4 separate regions of the Mus musculus genome follow, and regions 1, 3 and 4 are each linked to region 2. The links are chromatin contacts, called in public HiChIP or PLAC-seq and promoter capture Hi-C maps. All regions are on one chromosome and are shown on one strand. Each heading gives the region's core, a stretch centred on a gene start, on an enhancer-like site or on the middle of the called end of the contact. The rest is flanking DNA. Distances are from core to core; before and after follow the strand shown. Region 1 holds the start of Tmem74b (transmembrane protein 74B). Region 2 holds the start of Rspo4 (R-spondin 4). Region 3 holds the start of Snph (syntaphilin). Region 4 holds the start of Fam110a (family with sequence similarity 110, member A).

Region 1 (5,401 bases), core at 2,579-5,078, 140 kb before region 2:
TGTGTTTGCGTTTAGTATCTCTCCTTTGCTTTTCTTTGTGTGTGAGTGTGTGTGGGGTTAGGGCAAGGTTTCTCTGTGTAGCCTGGCTGTCCTGAAACTTGCTCTGTAGACCTGGCTGGCCTCAAACTCAGAAATCCACCTGTTTCTTCCTCCTAGATGCTAGGATTAAAGGCGTGTGCCACCACATCTAGCCAGTATTCAGTCTTTTTTCTTTTCTTTTTTTTTAATTAAACATTTTTAAGGATTTATTTATCTTACTTCATGTACATGCGTATTTTACCTGCATGTAATCCATGTACTATATGCATACCTAGTTCCTCTGGAAGCCAGAAGACCACACTGGATCCCCAGGAACTGAAGTTATAGATGCTTGTTTGTTGGCTGCCATGTTGCTCGGTGCTGTGAATCAAAACTGAGTCCTCTGGAAAAGCAACCAGTGCTCTTAACTGCAGAGCCATCTCTCTAGCCCTGTATGTATAATTTATTTTATTATTCATCTTATATACTTTCTGCCTCATTGCTCCAAGGAGCCCTGGTTCCTTTTTTTGAAGAATAATATTAGAAACCAAGCTCTCAGGTTCAGCCAGAAAAACACTTTCCTCCAACTTGGCAACCTGAGTTTGATTCCAAGGGTCCATAAGGTGGAAGAGAAGAACTGACTCCCATAGGTACACACACACACACACACACACACACACCACATACACACACATACACACACATACACATACATATACATACACACACATACACACACACACACACACACACACACACACACACATACAAGATTATTTGCAAAAAAAACCCCGTAGGACACACACATACACACACACACACACACATACCATACATACATACCACACATACACACACACATATACACACACATACATAACACAAACACACACACACACACACACACACACACACACACACACAAGATTATTTGCAAAAAAACCCCCGTAGGACACACACATACACACACACACACACACACATACCATACATACATACCACACATACACACACACATATACACACACATACATAACACACACACACACACACACACACACACACACACACACAAGAAGCCAAGCTCTCTGCACTTAGGTGCATTCTTTGCTATGAAGCAAAGAAATTCATATATGTGTAAACCCATGTATATGTACATTTCTGTAAACATTTTAAAACAGATCTTGCCTCAAGATTATTTGCAAAAAAAAAAAAAAGTAATGTGTAGGAGTGTCACACAGTTCCATCTGCCTTCACATTAGCAGATAGAAGCCTTTTCTCTGGGGCCTTCACAGGGGCCTGGGCACCTTTGAGAGCCTGAACTGGAGCTGAAGCCTGGGCCTGAGCTAGAACTATGGCTGTAGCCTTGGTTTGAGCTTGGACTTTGCTTGGCATAGCCTGCAACTCCTGGCCATGCAGAATAGAATCTGCCTCCTAGGGGTGGAGTCAGTGACGAAAGCCAGATGGCTGAGTTTGTGGCTGGGGCCCTTTGGCATCTTGGGCTTAACTGCCTTAGGCTTCTCAAGGGCCTTGATGACCTCTGCACATGCATTCATTGCCTACACCTTCTGTAGGTCTTTCTTGTGCTTCTTGGCAAAGCACGGTTTCCTCAGGAACTTGGGGTCAAACCCCTTAAGAGATTCATATCTTTGTGACTGAGATTTCTTGATGTCGTTTCTGTGCCATTATCAGGATTGGCTGTATAGATGTGGTTCTTGGACTTGGCCACGTCTGCATGGTAACTCACGGCTCCAGAAGCACGTAGGGCTGCTCTGTAAATATTTCTATACATCACCACCCATATCTGTATTAAGCTGAACGTGAGTTCATATTGATATCTCCGATTCTCACCCGCTGCTGCTGTGGGTCATTCTAGCTTTCTCTACAGGGGTCATATTTATCTAAACAGTGTTGCTCAATCACTTGGAATATATTTCTGGTCTTGTAAAACCAAAAAAACCTGAGCTGGACAACCAAAGGTCAAATTCACATGATAAAGGGGATAGAAGGTTAGCTAACTTTCTACTCCGACTCTTCCACGTTGGAGTTCCCCCTGTCCTGAGAAGAACATCCTTCTTGGCCTTCAAGGCTTTGCAGAGACCTGGCACAGCCCCATGTCCTGCCATGCTCCTACCTTGGTCTCCCACTGTGACCATACCCCCTCCATGCCCACGCTCACTGTGCTCCCTTCTGCCCCAAGGCCTTTGTCCACGCTAGTCCTCTGCTGGATCTCTCTTCCTTGCTCTTTAAATACTTGCCATCTATACAAGTGCCCGTTGTGGCCCAGTCCCCTCTTCTGCTAAAATGCTATCCCATCCCCAAGACTCAAGCAAGCACCCTGCCTGAGACGCGCACAGCACAGTGTACCTTTGCTTGTTATCCCTCACTGTGGCTACAGCACTGCCTGTGTGCATCCCTTTTCCTTCTGGAATATCACCGGAGTTTCTTGAGGGCAGGGACGGGCTCTGCTTAGTTGCAAGTATACAACAAGAGCAATAGCTGTGCACCTCTCAATTCTTTATTTAAAGAATAGATATCAAGGGCCCTTTTTAAGTCTCGGGATACACCAGGGAGGGGAACAAAGTCTGTACTATACACTTGGCTCTTTTTTGCTTTGATTTTCTTAGTTTTGATTTTGGTTTTCCAGACAGGGTTTCTCTGTGCAGCCCTGGCTGTCCTGGAACTCACTCTGTAGACCAGGCTGGCCTCCAACTCAGAAATTCACCTGCCTCCCAAGTGCTGGAATTTAAAGGCCTGCATCACTGCTACCCAGCGTGTTACTTATTTTTAAGCAGAAATGATACTGAGCAAAGAAATACACTATCAGGAGCTGATGAATGCCCTAGTGAGAAGTTCTGAGTGAAGGCAAGCAGGGTGCCAGAGCGCTACTCTTTTTAAGAAGATGGCCCAGGCAGGTGGTTCTGAGAAGGTGACATGTGAGCAAAGACTTGAGGGAAGTGAGGGAAGAGAGTGACCACTGAGGATGTGCTGCAAGGCAGGACTATACAGGGCAGGGAGGGAACTGTGGACACTCTAATGGCTGGGATCTCATGGAATTCTTGAGTCCATTTACAGATGGGAAAAGGAGCTTAAAGAGAGAAGTTTGTACGAGGTCATACACCTGCGAGGGGTGGAGATGGCACTGCACAGGAATCTGGTGCCATTGCCAGCTTCCCTGTAGAGATGCAAATCGCTCAGGCCTCTCAAAGAATAGAGGGAGACAGCTTTGGAGGCTCAGCACGGGGCCCACAAGGCTTCCAAGACAACCTTTGTTCTCCTGGTGGGTGAGGACTGGATGCCTTTGGAGTAGGACCAGTGAGCCTTTGACAGTGAGAGAGCGACGAAGCCAGGGCAGGGATTTTCTCACCTTAGCTGTCTTCCTGGATGTCAGAGTAGCCTCCGCTCACACTGGCAGAGTACTCAGGGTCAGCAGTCATGATTCCCTTGGACAAAGGTGGACAATAAGGTTCAGAAAGATGATAAGACTTACTTGAAGCCGGCCACGAAGTTTTCCCGGAAACCATAACCTTCCCTTACTCACCAGACCTCTCTTTGGGCTTGGCCTGGGGCCCCCAAGAGGAAGAAGTTCCCTTTAAAACAGAAACCTGTGCACCTGCACCGGGCTCCACAGGTCAGAGGAGTGCCTAGATGGACGAACCCCAGTGTGTCCCTGAGGAAGCCAGACAGGCTGCCCGGCAGAAGGAGCTTTGCAGGTGGCTTTGGAGCTCAAGAGTGTGCGTGGCCGTGGACAATGACCCAGAAGGACACCCATCAGAAATAGAGGTGGGTAGAGGCTTCGTTTCTGCCTTCACGTGGCGCCCGTGAGCCATCGAGCCCCACGCAAGGATGATACTCCGGATCTACAGACCTTGAAGAGGACCCTGGGTCCTACCTGGGGTGGGTAAAGCATCCCCGGGTGCCGCAGGGTCTCCCCAGAGGCGGGGGAGGGGTCTTCTCCCCCGCCCCTTCCTCGCCTCGCCCCGCCCCTGTACCCAGCGCCGCGGGCTCCTTGCCTAGGGTTTCCCCGGCCAGCGTGCGCGGGCGAGACAGAGGTGGCTCTAGGGGCGGTGGGGGCCGGGCACCCGCAGCCGGCTCCCTCCCCACGCTAACTCTCCCGGCGCCCTCGCCCGCCGCGGGCGGAGCTCGATCGGCGACGCTCCAGGATCCTCCGCTCCCGCCCTGCCTTATCCCTTCCTTCTCGGAGCCCCCCAGCGGCCGACGCGGTGCAGCCCGGCGCGGCGCGAGCAGGTACGTGCGCCCGGGCAGCCGCTGCGGGCGGGCCGGGAAGGGGGCGGGAGCCGGGGAGGGCGAGGCAGCGGCCGGGCCGGGATCTGCGCACACCCTCGGCAGCCCGGAGCTCTGTGCTCCCGCGTGCGGAGACTAGGGAGGCCCGACACGGCTCCGCACGCCGACCGCGAGCCGCCGGCGCAGGGCCCGAGGCGGGGAGTGGCAGCGAAGGACAGCTCGCCTGACCTCGCGGCCCGCCGAAGGACACGCGACCGGGGCTCCGTGGAGCACGCCGGCCCCGCCGAGCCCCAGCCTCCCAGGGCCGCCCCTCTGCGAGCGCTGACCGTCCGGGTCTGGCCTGCTCTGGCCCGTGGCGTATGCGGTCAAGGGCAGGAGCAGGGGGTGTGAACTGCGGGCCGGCGGGCGCGGGGGAGGCGGGAGGCCGGGGTGCTGGGGCTTTCCGCGCAGAACTTTGGGTATAACCGCGTGGACCTGCGTGTATGCATCTGCGCGCCTGAGGCTTTGTGTACTACGAGTGCGTGTGTCTGTCGATTGGGTTTGCGAAGCCTCACCCAGCCTGGCAGTGTGTCCAGCTCCGGGGTGTCAGAGTGCGCTATGGGTGAGAGTGCTGGACTTGGGCAGGTCTGGGTGGATCCTGCTTAGATCTCAGTAGTGCTAGAGGTAGTCTCCATTCCTTTCTCCCTTTCTTCCTCCTTCTCTCATCCCGCCCTCTCCCTCTCCTGATTTTACCCTCTTGTGGGTACCACCACCAGAGTGACCCGAGAATCTGTGAGTCACACTTAGTTCCCGGGTCTGTGGGCATTGCTGTGGGAAGCGTCCCGAGGACAGTGAGTGTGGAACAGGGCGGGGGTGGGGGGGCTCTTGCCTTTCAGGAACTATAGGACTGCAGATACAATTACAATAACTGGTGTGGCTTCGGGCTTGGAGTGTGATCCATGAGCACCAGCATAGCTCTCTCTCTCTCTCTCTCTCTCTCTCTCTCTCTCTCTCTCTGTGTGTGTGTGTGTGTGTGTGTGTTGTGTGCAAGTGCGCGCATGTGAGCTAATGTCTGGATAATTGATAAGCAAGCCCTTTAGTAACTTACTAAGCATCTTATGAGAGAAACAGACATTCCAAAGCAGTTAAAGGGATGAAG
Region 2 (5,448 bases), core at 333-2,832:
GTAAAGGACCTGTACCCGAAGAATGGGAACCAAGGGGGGGGGGCATGGATAACTAGGGCAAAGGGAGAAACAGAAATATCTATGTTTACCAATGTGTTAAGAGGAAATATGGATACCCAGAAGAGGTATGGACTGAGAAAAAGAGAGAAAACCCTGGAAGAGGGTCAGATTATGACTGGGTTCTGAAAGAGTCAGTGGAGGAATGGAATTAGGCCACCAATCCATGGAGAGGCCAAGACAAAAGATGCTCAGGATGTAAGAGGGAGCTAGAAGTGGTATTACAGACCTGTTCAGTAGCACCTGGGAGATGGAGGGAAGACGATCAGGAGTTCAAGGTCATCCTTATCTACATAATGAGTTCCTGGGATACACAAGAACAGTGTCTCACAAAACCAAACACAAACAAACAAACAACAAAGAAACACCACATATAAGAGGCTTGAAAAGCTTGCAAACTACTGTGAGAAGGTGGAGACTTGGGCTGAAAGGGAGAAGACAGACAGCAAGGACATCGGAACCTGGCTGGTCAGAGGTAGGTGTGTGCTGGTGGGCTGGTGGTGTAGGAATAAGTGGGCAGGACCGCAGCTTCAGGACCTCTCTCTATCTACAAGTCACACTTGTAGCAAACAGGAAGCGAGACGGTCCTTTGGGTCTCCAAGGCTCTCTTCCACCCTTCGGTGATGAGACTGTGTGCTGAGCTGAGACGCGTCTGAAAGGCTATAGAGCTGCTGTGCAGTTTTGGGCAAACTACTTGGTCTCTCTGCGAATCCCTTCCCCCTTCGAATGAACAATTAGTCAAAAGAGAAAGTTCGTTATTCTAAAGCTTTTATGCATGTATTTAGCAGAAAGTCAAGTTCGTGGCTCTCAAACATTCTCTGTGGCAGCTTCACTGCGAATGGGCTTGGTTCACAGGGTAACAGGAGGCAGGAGAATATTGTTTTATTGGAAGAGCAATTTGGCACTGAAAAGGTTAAAAAACAACCCAATCCTGGAGATAAGGCTGGAAGAAATATACCCTGGGTCCTAGGTCCTTTGGTAAGCAAAGTATGCGGTGTTGGACACTGGGTCAAAGAGTAGGGTCTCCCCAAGGCTGCAGCAGGAAAGGCTCAGAGGCTACAACCAGAAAGTGTTTGGGATAACTAGAAAGAAAAAGCAACAGAGTGGAGCAGCAGCCTGCTCACACTCCCCCCTCCCCCACTCCGCCTACCCTCGTCCCCCAACCCCAGAGGAGATATGGAAAGGGCAAGACACCACAGAACCCAAGCTAGCCAGGTCGGAACAGTGAGCCAGAGAGGCCCATGCGCTTGGCAAGAGTCCTGTGTTGGAGGTGAGGCAGTCAGGGAATAAACAGAAAAACAAGCCAGGACGGTCCTGGGGACAGGAGGAAGAGGAAGACCAGAGTGGCAGAGGGAGGGTCTGTCCGGGTGAGTGTGCAGTGCGGCGTGTGCGCTTGTGTACCTAGAGCCGGCCTGTGCACGTGCGAGGGGCGTGGGGCTGCGCCCGCAAGGGCCCCCCGAGGGTTAAGCGCCGCCCAGCCGCCGACTCCTCCCCGCCCCGGCCGCGCGGCCGCGCTGACGCCCTCACTCGACCCACCGCGCCCTGGGCGCACCGGCGGGTCCCTGGTGGCCGTAGCGACCAGCGACCCGCGGATGCTCAACGCGCGCCACAGGCTGTCCCCCGCACAGAGGCTGCCGGGCCGTCGGGGAGCCAGGAGCACCAGGCTGCCCAGATGCGGGCTCCACTCTGCCTGCTGCTGCTCCTCGCCCACGCAGTGGACATGCTCGCCCTGTACCGAAGGAAGAAGCAAGGTACAGATGTGGCCGGGCTGGTGGTGGGGTAGGCACTACAAGACAGACTCGTGGTAGCCCAGCGGATATGGGTATTTGTCTGGTGCCTGATGCCTGGACTGTTGACTCAGGGTCGGAACGGGGAGTTGTCGACAACCTGGACCTAGGAAGCACTACTGGGAGGGAACTAGAGGTCGGGCTCACTGGCCCCAGCCTCCCAGCAGTGTCCCAAGGGTAACTCCACAGACACCAAAAACCCAAGGAACCACCCTTGGAAACAATGAACTAGAAGACAGGGCTAGTGACTTAGAAGCCAGCCCAGGCATCCACGCTGGGCCAGGATGAAGATCAGTGACTCCAGGGCTCATGTGGGGTTCGGGGGTTCTATCACTGCTCCTGACCCCTGCTGTCACAACCCCCACACTCCCAGAATTAATCTGGGTAAGCCTCTCTAGTGGTATCAGCATGACTGAGACCTGTGTTCAAGTTGAAGTCTTCTGGGGATGACCTGGAAGAAGTTTGTCCTCTCTCAGAATCTTAGGATATTTTTCCTTGGGACCTCCTGGAGCCACTAAGGAAACTTGAACCTGAGACTCTAATCGCGCCTGGGCCCTGTGAACATTGGGGTCTGTGCCACAGTTCCTCAGTGCCACAGTCAGATGTATTTTGGAGGTGAGGTGAGACTGCCCTTGCAGAGCTGGAGTTGACAGAACCTGAGCTGGTGTTGGGAGGGCAAGAGGACCAGCAAGCCCTGTGTCTGAACAGGGAAGGCCCCAGGACTCTGGATGCCTGTCTGTGCATCAACTACCAAAGGCTGGCTGCCATGCCAAGAGTGAGACACACACTGTTTCCTAGGTCCCCTATGATGCCCTAATGACAGTGGCTATCTCACTCTATAGAGCAGGAACCAGACATTCATGCAGGTTGCTTTGTTGAGCAGTCCAACGGGCAGGTGGGAGCTCTGATTTGCTCTCTGACTGAGAGCCTGAGTCTGGGAATACTGAATGGTAGGGTGTGTGAGAGTGGCCTTACCCATAGGGACTTCTAGTCCATCTGCGTGGAAAGCCTTTCGCAGATGTTGCAGCTCCTATAAGGAAGCAGGGAACACAGGGGCAGTGGGGAAGTAGGTATGGGGTGGAATATCAGGCCGTGGCCTAGGGAAACTGTTAAGGGAGTTGGACAAAGAGCAGAGAGGATAGAGGTGTAGGTGGACCTCGGGTAGGCTGCAGGGACTTGGGGGTCCTGAAGGTGAAAGCTTGTGAATGGCCTTCACCCCGCTGTCCAGAGCCCAGGTACTGGAGCCAGCCTAGCTGGATCTGTGGCCCTCCTTGAAGGTTTTATCTGAGTGACCTCAGGGAAGACCCTCAGACTTCAGTTTTACCTGTATGAGATCCTTTCCATTAGTCCTCCAGATACTCCACTCTGAAAGGATGTTTTCAATCTTTTCACCAACTTGTCTTTAAGATGGAAGCAATAAACTTCAGTCTCCCACTCATCAGGGGAACCATAGCTAAGATGTAGAGCATTAGCTGCCTATGCGGGTGCTCCGTGAGGCCTGATACTATTAATCATCCCAGTTTCTTGGTTGTTATGTCGTTCACTACTTAGAAAAGGCCAGTGAGTGCAAAGAGAGGTGCTTACATTTTAGAGAGGAAACATGTTCAGAGAGGGCAGTTGTCTAAGGCTGCACAGCAGACAAGCAATACAGCGGACTCAGATCCATGTGATAAATATTGTGAGACCCTATGAGCTGAGTTAGGCTTCCTTTCTTGGAACCTCAGTTTACCTACCTGGAGGGGAGCAGAGTTAGATTTCTAAGATGCTTCTCACTAATGAAGGGAGAGGACAAGGGGGAGGGGACATGAAAACCATTTGTCCTTCCCCTTAGCCCAGCTCGCCAGCACCTCCTAAGGAATGTGGGAGCAGAGCGTTGCTCCTTGCATTGGTCCAGTTAGATGGAGAGGCTGCTTTTGAGCCTCGGGTATGCACGCCTGCCCAGCGTCTTCAGCGAGGTTGTGACTGTTCATGTGATACAAAGGAGACGGCCTTGGACTTCAGTCCCTCTCCTTAACCATTCATGACGTGTGACCTTGGACAAAAGGGTTTCTCCTCTGCTTCTGCCCACAGCCTCAGTTTCCCCATTGGCTCTGATGTGGAGGCTACACCTTCCTAGAGCCTGTCCTGCAAGGCAGTCAGAGCTCTCATGGGCAAGTGGTTTCAGGCAGGGTTAGGCTTAGCTGAGTTCTTGGCTTATCAAGGGCCAAGGAAGAAGCAGTGAGGAGAGGCTGGCCTTTCTCAAACCCAGACATACACATGAGTACTATGTGTCAGACATGAACTGGAAAGCTGTGCATGTGGTCCCCAGGGTCTTCTGATCTGACTTTGGCTAGATCTTGTATACCAGCAGGGCCTTATTCGCTGGCTCATTTGCTTGCCTGCTCGCTCACTGGCTTACTCGTTCGTTCATCTATTTATGTAGTGTCACAGGGCAACCTCCTTTCCTGCCACGTTGTGTGGAAGCCTGAGGGATGCTAAGCTGAGACATCCAAGCCAGCAAGGAGGCTCACCTTTCCCTGCCTTCCTGAGCTTCCTCCTCCACACCCTGCCCTCGACCTTAGCCTTTGGCCCAATTTCCCGCCTGCCCCAGACATGCCTGGTCTGCGCTGCCTCCCTTGGGGTCTGCTTCTCGTGGACCTGGTCTCCTCTGGCTCCAGCGTCATCGCTGGTTTCTGATGAAACCTAATTTTTCTGTTTCTACAAAATAGAATGAAAGGGAAGGGCTTGAAAGGGGTTCTTGGACCTCAAGGGTCTCTTACAAAACACTTTGATGAATTAAGTATAAATGAATGAGAACCAGATGGGGACATGACTCTTGAAATGAGCTGGTGGACCTGGCAGTGGGGCAGTGGAGCAAAATGAGGGGACTCTAAGCTGTGTCTCCAGTTCACAGATCTGGAGCTTCCTGAAGGCGAGGCTGAGGTCCCCTTCCCTGGGCATGAGACCTTGGCCAGGACACACGAGTTCCCTGATATGTGATTCCCTCGTCTGTGAAGTGGGAAACCACAGAACCTGGTTCCTTGGGCAGCAGGAGAAGTGTACCACCGGCTCAATAGAGGATACCTCCTGAACATTGGTTTCCTTAAGAACTTTTGCTTGTTCCCCTGAGCCCATTTGATTGCCATGAAATGACAGGGGGTGCCATCCACTCCAGGCGCCTGTCAGGTGAGCGCAAGGAATACCCTATGCAAAGTGTGAATGGCAGCTCTGACCTTGCATGCAGATCCAAAGGAGAGGCCTGCACTTGGACAGACGAGGGATTCGAACAGGCTATCTGCGCCTCCTGTCTGCAGGTTGGAACACTGGCTGGGTGCAGAGCAAAGGTGTGTCCCCCCTACCTCCTGAGAGCTGGTATGCAGATGGAGCCAGGCTCAGCTGGACATTGGGGTGGCTCTAAAGGGGAAGCCAGTTCCCTTGAGGCAGAGCAGGGTGGTCCCTTAATAGGTGCTGAGAAATGGTTGGCGGAGTCCTGCCCTGAGTCCTGGGTCTCTTGGTAAAACAGCAGCCGGTTGAATCTAGAAAGCAGAAGCCAGCACAGAAGACAGACAGGCAGCTGATTCTCAGCTCTGCACCTGGCCTGTCCCTTCTCAGCTACTGTAAAACC
Region 3 (4,799 bases), core at 1,330-3,829, 210 kb before region 2:
GTGAGGTGGCACTTGGACGGAGTCTGGGACCTTGGTCTTCTAACCTTCTACTGCTTTCTGTATTAGCCTGGTTAGCTCTCCTGTGCAGCTTCCCTCCCTCACACAGTGATGGTTGGAATCACTCTTCCCAATTCTCTCTAATCACGAGTATATTGCATGAATAATTACTAGTAATCTCAATATATACTAATCTGAATATTATTAATCTCCATATAATGGCAACCCACACCGGTGCACCATCTGACCTTTGAAAGCCAACTCACCACAGGTTTTTTGTTTTTTGTTTTTTGTTTTTTGTTTTCCCAACATAGCTTGTTTGGAGGTATCATTTTCTCAAATGTATTTAACTCAACACTTATTAAGCACCTACTTTATGCCTTGTCATGGGCCAGAGGCTGGAGACAGAGAAGCAAAGACTGGGCCTCTGCCAGAGGGAGCTCACAGTCCAGCAGGGATTTAGGACAGAAGGGATGGGAGGGGGCATCCCACTCTTTTGACCTAACTGGTGCTGCGGCAAAAACTCCACCCCACGCTGTTGGGAGCCTCCTTTATGTTGCTGGAATAAACTAGAGCTAGACAGGATGGCTGGTCAGTCGGCTGAAAATGACAAGAAGGAAGGAAACAGAGAATAGGAAATGTGGGCCCCAGAACTTGACTCTCTTGCTTCGGTCTCAGAAGAGATTGTGCAGGGAAGGCAAAGATTGAGATCTGTGATCCTGGCTCCTGCTCTCTGCCAGCACTCAAGACTCATGTGCTTCTGTTCCCATGGGATGCCACCTATGGATGACAGGGTCTTCCAAGCTCATGGCTGGATTATACATGACTGCAGGCAACTGTCATTTGCTAGAACTGTCTTAGCTCTTGCGACGGAAATGTTCTCATCTTCTGGTTGCTCTGGAAGAGTCTGGTGGGGCAAACATGAACTCCTCTCTCTCCTAATTTGCCTTCAAATTCTGAATCCTTGAAAACCTACTGTGTGTGTCAAGCCGTTATCTCAAGAGCTTTCATATGAATCTCATCTCACCCTTAGAACTCTGAGGCCGGTACCATCTCCCAGGTTCACAAATGAGGGAAGGTAAGTAACTTGTCAGGGCAGGGATATTACCATAGAATCCTCTGATGCTTCCAGTGTTGTGAGACCCAGAAGGTCAACATTCCACTCAGGAAGTCCAGAGTCAAAAGAGAATGGCCAAGGGGACCTCAATTATTTCAAGGTCCGAACCTTAAATGGTTTTAATGGACAAGTCTCCAGAGTTATTGAAGCCACACTCAAGTGATATATTAAAATTGTACGGATCATCTAGCCCAGCCTCTGCACTGAACAGACAAGCAAACAGACACCCACACCCCAGAAAATAGTAAGATGGCTACTTGGAGCCAACCAGCAAGTTAAGGCCCAGAACCTCAGCCTATCTCACTTCCTTACACCCCTTGACTTGCAGAGACCAGCATTTTCTGGGAAACTCCTCCAGCCCACCCAAGTACCCCCAGGTGGGCAGAGAAGGCCAAGGCAACAAGCAGCATGTGACCAGCCTCGCCACCCCTGCAGCGTTGAAGCAAGGGAATGTGGGGAGTTTAGAGGCTGGCAGGTGTTGCAAGCCGTCTGGCTCCCTGCTAGGGAGTGGAAAGAGAAAACAACAGATACCCTGGAAGCTCCAGGGAGACTGAGGCAAATTTCTCACTCTAGGGATCATGGGAAATTCTGCCAGATCTACTGTAAGGCTCTGATGTTTATCAGTGGGCAAGATAGGAAGGCAGTCACAGGCACTTGACCTTGTGGTGGGTGTGCTGTGCGGTTCCAAAGAGAAGCTCACATGTTTGCAGAATGCCAGAAGAGAAAAACAAACAAGAAGGGCGAGGGGTTAGTTCCCTAAAACCCATCTACTAGATGTCAAAGACCTTGGGCGTCTTCCCTACTGAAAACAGCATCCTCTAATTAATTAGTAAATTTCACGCTAGGGAGAGGGGTGCTTACGAGGATGTGGGGGAATGGAGGGAGGCTAGGGATGAGTCACGTTAATCCCCTCCTCGCCTGGTACCTCTGCGGGATCGCGCCACCGCAAGCGGTCTCAAACTGACCCTGGCGGCCGCGGAGCCACGGAGGCCCCCTCCCGCTCCGCCGTGGCCTCCTCACCTGGGTCCACTCGCCCTCCGCAGTCCGGCCGGCTCGCACGACTCCCGCGCCGCTTGGCGCAGCGCCTCTGCAGTCGCTGCAGCAGCCGCCTGGCGGTGATCAGCAACCTGCGGCGGTGGGGAAGAGAGAGACAGAGGCGGGTGAGCGCCGGTGGCCGCAGCCCGCAAGCTCGGAGGACACGCTGCCCGCCGCGGGCTAGGGCAGCTCCTGTGCTTGGCCGGCGCCCCGCACCCCCGCAGTTGCACTCCTGGGTGCGGCGGGTGAGGCTGGGCGGTGGGCCCGGAGGTCCCCGGGGTCCTTGTCATCACCTGCGAAGGCTTCCATGGTTTGGGCTGCCCCCAGGAGGGCAGCCGGATTGCTCTCCCGAGCCCCAGCTGAAGGTGGCTAGCGGGTGCTTGCTGGGGCTGGGGCTGCGGGGAGGGAGAGGTGGAGGGCGGGGAAGGAGAGGTGGATGGAGGGGGATGAGCCAGTCGGCAGCTCGCCGGCAGCTGCGTAAGCCTCCCGTCTTCACTTTCCTTCTTAAAGAGATAGTTGGTTTCGCTCTGAGAGCCCTGGAGCCAAGACATCAACAAGCATGCATGGGGTCCTTTATTACCTCCAACTAGCTGTTGCTCAGAGGTGGGGGATGGGAAGGACTTCAAAGGGTATCTATCCCTTCAGCTTCTGGGCCTCAGTATCTCACCCCTTGGCACACATTAAGTAGTAGTATTATCTGGACGCCTTTAGAAACATTTTTGACCCCCTAAACCAATTTGTGAATGTCAGGAGTTATTTAATGCGAACAGCTCTTGCCTTAAAAAAAAAAAAAAAATCTTAAAATCCCGAAGGTATTTAAGAAATGTTATCCTTTGCAGTATTAAAACAGTAAGCTGGAAAGTTGGGCAATAAAAAGCGAATTAATCCTTATTGTGGGTTTGTCTCCTGCCTTTTACCTGACATCAAAGGGCTCAAGGGACCACAAAGTCCAGGAAGCTGGATTTCTAGCGCTCCCATTTCTGGCCGCCATAAGTTAACTTGCTGGCCTGGTTTCTTGCCTGCCCCACTGGGTGCAGTAGGAAGGGGCTCCCTTCTTGAAGCAGCCCTTTCTGGTCAGCTGGGCCTTTGCTCACTACCTTCTGGGAAGTTTTCACCTTGCTGTCTTGCTCTTATTCTAGCTCAACTCGCTGGTGTCCTCTCACATGACTTTGCCCGCCACTCATTTTGCTCTTTTGCTCTTAAATTCTTCCTTGCTGGGCCTCTACCCCCAGCTTTTATTTGCTAGTTCATGGGTTTGGAACAACCGAGACGTCCAGTTTGCTCCTTGGACTCCTCAAAGTCTCTGCTCAGACACTGCTATCTCAGGGAGGTCATCTGCCATTGTCAACTTGACTGAATTTACAGTCGACTCGGAAACATATGTTTGAATATGTCTGTGAGGGTGTTTGCAAAGAGATTTCCCTAAGGAAAGAAGAAAGGCCCACTTTGGACGTGAGCTAGGGCCCGGACTGGATAGGGTGAAAAGAGAAAACTCATTGCGTAGGAACATTCATCGCTTTGCTTCCTGACTGAGGACACAACGCGACCATAAGCTTTCTGCCATGTCTCCTCTGACATGATAAACTATATTTCCCTCAAACTACAGCCAAAATAGTCCTTCCCTTTTAAAGTTTCCTTCTGTCAGAGATTTGGTCAAGGTCCTGAGAAAAGTAATAGACCTTTTCCAGTCAACCTACAGAGCGCACCGACCTCCTCTTCCTTCAGTCGCTTGTTCTTGCTGTATGTACACATAAACGTGTGTTTGTGTGGGTGTAGGTGTGTACCCCGGAGCTTGTATGTGTGTGGGTGTGTGTGCACACCAGAGGTTGTGTGGATGGGTGGGTATATGTATGTACACCAGAGGTCCTTTTTAAAACCACTCACCACTTTCGTTTTTGAGACAAGGTCTCTCAATGAGCCTGGCTGGAGCTCACTCCCTGATTCACTACACTAGTGTGGCCCTGCCTGGCTTCTTTACCTGGCTGTTTAGATTCCCATGCTCACTGGAAGGCACTGGAGTGGCTGAGCCACCTCCCCAGCAATGCCCTCCCTCATGCATTTATGTCTGAGTTTTGCTGTTTTAATTATCTGTAACTGAAAAAAGACAGTTAGTTACTACCTGTGATAATCTACATCACCTCCCTTAGAATGTACACATTGTGAGGGAAAGAACATTTTCCTCTTGCTATATCTTTAGTGCCTAGGACTGAAGCTAGCACATGGAAGATGATCAATAAATGCTGGCCTGGACTGAACTTGGTGCCTCTACTCTCTACCCATGCTGAGTTTTCCAACAGAATTAGCAAAGCAACTTCATTAATTTACATTAAGTCTCTGCACTATTGGCCTGCTATTTCAAAAGTAGCTTTGTAAATATTCATAATACCTACCCAAAAAAGCATTATTTTAATTTTTTCTATTTCTTATAAGTCAAATCTTTTTCTATAGTGCATTTTTATTAAATCTACCAGGGTTTCTTTCTTTCTTTTCTATTTTTTAAAGTAGTAAATGGCTATGGGGGGGGGCATTTGTTACACCTTCTCTCTATTAAATCTCCAGTTAAATTTAATTCTCTTGCCTAAAGGCCATCATTATATTATATACACTATGCAGAAATATAAAAAGAGCAGTGGTAGCAAGAACAGTACAC
Region 4 (5,209 bases), core at 473-2,972, 140 kb after region 2:
ATCTAAGGAGTTTCGGATTATTTCCCATCAGTCCTTACTGAGGGCCATTCTGCGTCTGTCCAGTTCTTGCTTGCTGCAAATCACTGAAGCACGGAGGCACCTGTCATTTTGCCTAAAGTGAGGTAGCTGGAGGAGAGAGTGTGTGTGTGTGTGCTCATAACAATGCCTATGCTGGCTCTGCTGGCCAGAGTCCACCTGAGTGACACCACCCTATCCTGCTCCACCCCCAGCACAATACACAGCAAATGGCCAACAGATGTTGGCTTTGATCATCTTGATTCTGCAAGTTTCGGCCACCCTGACATTTTTGTGCCTGTGCTAAGCATCTCATTTGCCCGACACATTCCACTGGGGAAGATAATAAACTGCTTAATAAGACACCTCACGCATAATATGGAACAGACGCTACTGAGAAAAACAGGACACTCGGGGAGAGATCAGGCTACAGGAAGCTAGACGACGTGGAAAGAAATGAGGCAGTGGTGTAACTCATCTAGTAGATTGCTCTCTTAGCACAAACCAAGCCCTGGGTTCTATCCCGAAAATGGCACAGAACTGGTGTGCCAGTGGCACATGCTTGTCATCCGAGGAGGCAGATTTAGGAAGACGGAGAGTTCAAGACCAGCCTGGTCATACATAGTAAGATTGAGGCCAGCTTGGGCCATACAAGAGTTGGAGTAGGGAGCATGACACAAAGACAGATGGACAAGCACAGCTCCCCCAGAGCCAGAATGAGGCTCAGAGGAAGAGTAGTTCCCTTCATAAGAGATCCTCCATCGAGTCGGTGATTCCCTGTGTCAAGGACTGAAGACTTCTGCATAGTTAAGTCTGTGCCTTTGAGCAACAGCCTCAACTTCACAGAACCTCAGATTCCCCACCTACGAAACGAGATCAACAACAGGGGGGTAGGTAAGAGTCCAGCCTAAATTAGATGCTCTACTTGGGAGGGTCTGACCCTGCACCCAACTCTCAAGTCCAGTTCCAGCAACTCTGGCTTAGAGGTACCACACACACACACACACACACACACACACATCCACATGACTTCCAAGGCCTTTGGATCCGCAGTCCTAGGGACTCAACCCTGCCCTGCAGTCCTAGGGACTCAACCCAGGGAGGCCCTCTGAGAGGGCAGCACTGGGAACTGGGACTCTGTAGAACCCTGTAAGGCAGAAAAGTTGCGAATGGGGAGGGAATGGTATATGTCCTGAAGGGGAACTCCAAGGGCCGGTAGGGCACGGGTAGCCTAGCCCTGGGATCCCCTGAGCCACGTCTTCCCAATAAGCCCCTTAAAGAGTAACCCGCGGGGTTCCTCTGATCGGCCAGGAGCGGGAACTGCAGAGTGGGAAAGGGAAACAGCCTGGATCCTTTGCTGGCCCCCTGGGCTGGACACTAGACACGAACTCTCCTCTGTCGACCCCCTGTACTGAGACTCTTGCCCGGGTTAATGCGTGGGCACTGCCCCGGGACCCTCCGCCTCCTACCCCCATGCTCACCTGCAGCCCACGTCCAGAGGAATCCCGCTCCTCGCCGGCTGCCGAGGCTGACAGCTGGTGGTCCCTGCAGACCTGAGAAGGCTACTACGTGTGAAGACCGGCGAGCTCTTCCGAGTGGGACGCCCTGGCTGTCCCACGATTCCCTCCGGGAGAACGTCCCTGGGGCCCCAGAGGAAAGGGAAGTGAGCCCGCCGTCCCCGTTGCTGCAATGGTTCGCCCCGGACTTCCTGATTGGCCCGTCGCTTCCGTTCGAACGGCGCGCCACCCGGGTTGCCAGGCAACATCAGGAGCCGCAGATGCAGCAGGGCGACTGCTGCCCGGAGCCCAGCTGGCCGCTTGGCCTTCCGGCTGCCCAGGCCTTGGCAGACCTTTCTTCTCTTCCAGCTGGACTTCCTCGGTCTCCAGCTGCAAGAGTTACTAGTCCCAAATTTGTTTGCTTGGTTTTGCACAGGCACTAGTACCAATATTTTTGGGGTTTTGAGGCAGGGCCTTCACACATAACTAGCCTAGCCCAGGCTGGCCACAACCTCCTTAGTACTAGGATTATAGGTCTATGCCATACCTAGCTTTCTCTCCCTTCACTTTTTTCTTTGGAGGCAGGGTCTCACCAAGTTGCCCAGGCTGACTCGGAATTCATGCGTTTTGCCCAAGTAGTCCTCACACTTGCTGCCTGACTTAAGTCTCCCCATGAGTTGGTACTAAGTGACCACCCCCCAAACTAGGCCCTACTTCCAACTCAGCAGCTACCTCTCTGTGTGTTTACCCACAATCCTCTCTCCCTCTCTGTTCCCCTAACCTGAAATGGCAAGTCAATCCTCAAACGGGCACACCCGTAGCTCCCACTGTGCTTATCAAAACCAGATCAATTATAGACGTCGATCCTGGGAAAGAAGCTGAATCGAGCTTTCTACATAATTCTTGTCAGGACTCATGACCCAGCTCTGAGGTACCTACCTTCAACGCCGCTTTCCAGCTGGGAATACCATGCATTAACTTACAACGATTAGATTAAACGACATTTAAGAACAATGGGAGAATGCTAAGGAAGTGTCATGTTTTAAGCATACTTCAAAACTCTCTGTACAGCATAGATAGATATTAAATACATAACCATACTATTTAAATAAACATAGCCTATTTACAATAACAAACAGCAACTAATTCCTTTACACTTAAAAGATAATACTTTTATTCATTCATTGAGAATTTAATACATAAACACAGTGTATTTTAGTCGTATTTACCGCACTCTCTCCCCTTAACTCCTCCTACACCCACCCTCTCTTCCTCCTGTTTTTGTTTTTTTAAAAGGCACCAAGTCTAATCTGCTGCAACCCTTTAAAAAACTGACTTTCCTTCCCCCAGAAACATTCAGCTATAACTAACTAGCTCCTCCAGTGGGGGCTCATAGCCTCTCCCCTCTCTGTACTGAAATGTTAACTGGCTTGATCATGTACAGACAACCACAGCTGCTGTGGTTTGCCGGCGCAGTGGCCCTGAAGTGCCCACAAGAGTCTGTTTTACTCTGGTCCTCTCTGACCTCTGGCTCTTACAGTCTTTCCGTCCTGATTTGATACATATTTCACACCGGTGGCAGAGCCCTCCACAGACTCTTATTCCCAGCCCCTCGACCAGTTGTGCTGTCCATGGCACAGAAAACCTTCTCTGATGGCGTCTGTAAGCTGCATTAGTTTTATGGATATAGAGTGAATTTAGAAGGCAGTTTGATAGTGTGACCATTTAGCAAATAATAGCAGTAGGTTCACCCTGGGACCAGTAGGCTCCCTAACCATGGGTTCTTGGCCAGATTTGCAATACCAGACATGCACATCCTCCTGTGGAACAAGCTGTAAGTCCAACCAAAACGCTGTTGGCTACCACGAAAGCATTTGTGCCTTGCTGGTCACTATTGCAGTTCAGAGGATTCACATCTGGGTAAGACTGCTGACATCTCTTCTCTCCCAGCAGCCTACACTGCACCTCTGGCTCTGTGAAAGCTAACCTGCAGGAAAGATGCTGCCTCTCAGCACTTAGCTTCTTATTCATACTTCTGTGACATTTGCAAATTTCCAAGTCTTGAACTGTCACAGAATTTTTTAAACTTTTGTTTGTATGTGTGTGTGTGATGCATTCATACATGTGTATTGCAGGATATTTGATCACACTGTGAACCCCCAGACTGTGTTAGTTACTGAAAAAAAAAATCTGTCTCTAGTTGTGGTGTGGCTCAGCCCTTAGCACACACCTTTAATGCCAAACAACAAAGGTGAAGTTAGTTTGTAGAAGGAAGCATCGATGTTTGAAAGTGATGTCTAGTTGAGCGGCAGATAAAGTGATGAATCAGAGAAAGATTTGACAGAATAGGATATGCCCAACTCTCAGGAGAAGAGAGAGGACAGGGAAGATACTTGGGGGCATTGCAGAGAGAGGAAGGAGGCAGTTTGACCAGGACAGTTGTACGGAGACAGGTTAAAGAGAGAACAAGCTAGACACAGATGGAGATAGATACAATGAGCCAGAGAATAAAAAGGAGCCAAAGATTAGAACAGATTTCTAGAATTAACATGAGGCCAAGCTAAGCAATTCAGGAGAGAGAGGGGGAGAGAGAGAGGGAGGGAGAGAGAGAGAGAGAGAGAGAGAGAGAGAGAGAGAGAGAGAGAGAATGAATCAGTCAACTTAGAGAGAAATTTGAGCCAGAACAGCTGAGTTAACCAGCCAGCCAGAGTTAAGAAGGAACAAGAAAGGGTGAGCTTATTCAACAGCAAGTCTCAGGCTGAAAACATTCTAGGCCTAGATAAGATTGTTCAAAGGCTAGAAGCTTTTGGGACTATGCCTAGGTTAGCAGATAGAGACAGTAATCCTCTCAGATAATTACTACATGAGAATAAAAGTTATATTTACACACGTGTGTTTAGGACATGTGTACACAGAGACTAGAAGAGGAATTTGGGTATCCTGTTCTCTGTGTCTCTGTCTCTGTCTCTGTCTCTGTCTCTGTCTCTCTCTCTCCAGGCTCTCTCTATGTAGCCCTGGCTTTCCCAGAGCCTGTTATATAGATCAGACACACAGATGGCCTCTTACCTCTGCCTTACTCTCTTTTGATTTTAGTTTATGTTTTTGCATTTTCTCCTGGGGGCAGGGAAGTGCACTCACCAGTGTGCATGCACAGGTAAAGGACAACGTATAGAAATCAGTTCTCTCCTTCTATCTTGTAGGTTCTAGGGATCTAAGCCTGGTCATCCACCTGGCCCTCTCCATCCTGTTCTCTTGAGATAAGACATCTCATTGAGCCTGGGACTCAGCTGGTGGCCAGCAAGTGCTATGAGCCTCCTATCTCTGCCCTGCCACAGCCTGTGGTCACATGTAGCTTATGTGAGTTCTGGGGATTTGAACTCAGGTCCTCAAGCTTGCACAGCAAGTATCTTACACAGTAAGGGATCTCCCCAGCTCAGGAAAACTTAAAAGAAGTTACCATGAGTTAACTGTGGCTCTCAGTTAGTGTGTGTATCTGCATTGGTCGATCTGCAGCTATCCTCTGTTCCATTCCACAGATTCATTGACTGAGCACTTACTGTGTGTCAGCTTTAGACAGACAGGGGAGCAGCTAATAACATCAGAATAATAATAATAATTCAGAAGAGATCTCTGTCAGCAAGGACAGGGGAGTCTAAGGCTATGCCAATTTCATCTGGTCTGGGAAAGTAATCAGGGTT

What was found. Promoter capture Hi-C pulls out the DNA fragments that hold promoters and counts their contacts. HiChIP or PLAC-seq counts read pairs in DNA pulled down with a chosen protein or histone mark. Capture Hi-C pulls out chosen DNA fragments and counts their contacts.
Region 1: an H3K4me3 HiChIP or PLAC-seq map of embryonic stem cells shows a contact between it and region 2, with 13 read pairs. The contact joins the promoter of Tmem74b here to the promoter of Rspo4 in region 2. A contact is called at or near these places in 4 of 115 datasets of contacts at active chromatin or transcription factors (embryonic stem cells, fetal liver and stem cell-derived neural progenitor cells) and 1 of 9 other capture datasets (embryonic stem cells).
Region 3: a contact with region 2 is called in a promoter capture Hi-C map of adipose tissue. The contact joins the promoter of Snph here to the promoter of Rspo4 in region 2. A contact is called at or near these places in 11 of 39 promoter capture datasets (the 3T3-L1 cell line, 3T3-L1-derived adipocytes, the HPC-7 cell line and 5 more), 1 of 484 Hi-C or Micro-C datasets (embryonic stem cells) and 1 of 9 other capture datasets (adipose tissue).
Region 4: a contact with region 2 is called in a promoter capture Hi-C map of second pharyngeal arch cranial neural crest. The contact joins the promoter of Fam110a here to the promoter of Rspo4 in region 2. A contact is called at or near these places in 5 of 39 promoter capture datasets (cranial neural crest, frontonasal cranial neural crest, liver and 2 more), 3 of 115 datasets of contacts at active chromatin or transcription factors (forebrain, neural tube and stem cell-derived neural progenitor cells) and 2 of 9 other capture datasets (liver and pancreatic islet).

Annotation. Positions count from the first base shown.
Region 1 is chr2:151,698,180-151,703,580 of GRCm38.p6, forward strand. Tmem74b (transmembrane protein 74B) reads left to right here and starts at 3,829. Exons shown (of 2, transcript NM_001160363.1): 1 at 3,829-4,266.
Region 2 is chr2:151,841,345-151,846,792 of GRCm38.p6, forward strand. Rspo4 (R-spondin 4) reads left to right here and starts at 1,583. Exons shown (of 5, transcript NM_001040689.1): 1 at 1,583-1,808. The coding sequence starts at 1,730.
Region 3 is chr2:151,630,014-151,634,812 of GRCm38.p6, forward strand. Snph (syntaphilin) reads right to left here and starts at 2,580. Exons shown (of 6, transcript NM_198214.3): 1 at 2,443-2,580; 2 at 2,135-2,241.
Region 4 is chr2:151,978,497-151,983,705 of GRCm38.p6, forward strand. Fam110a (family with sequence similarity 110, member A) reads right to left here and starts at 1,723. Exons shown (of 2, transcript NM_146127.3): 1 at 1,497-1,723.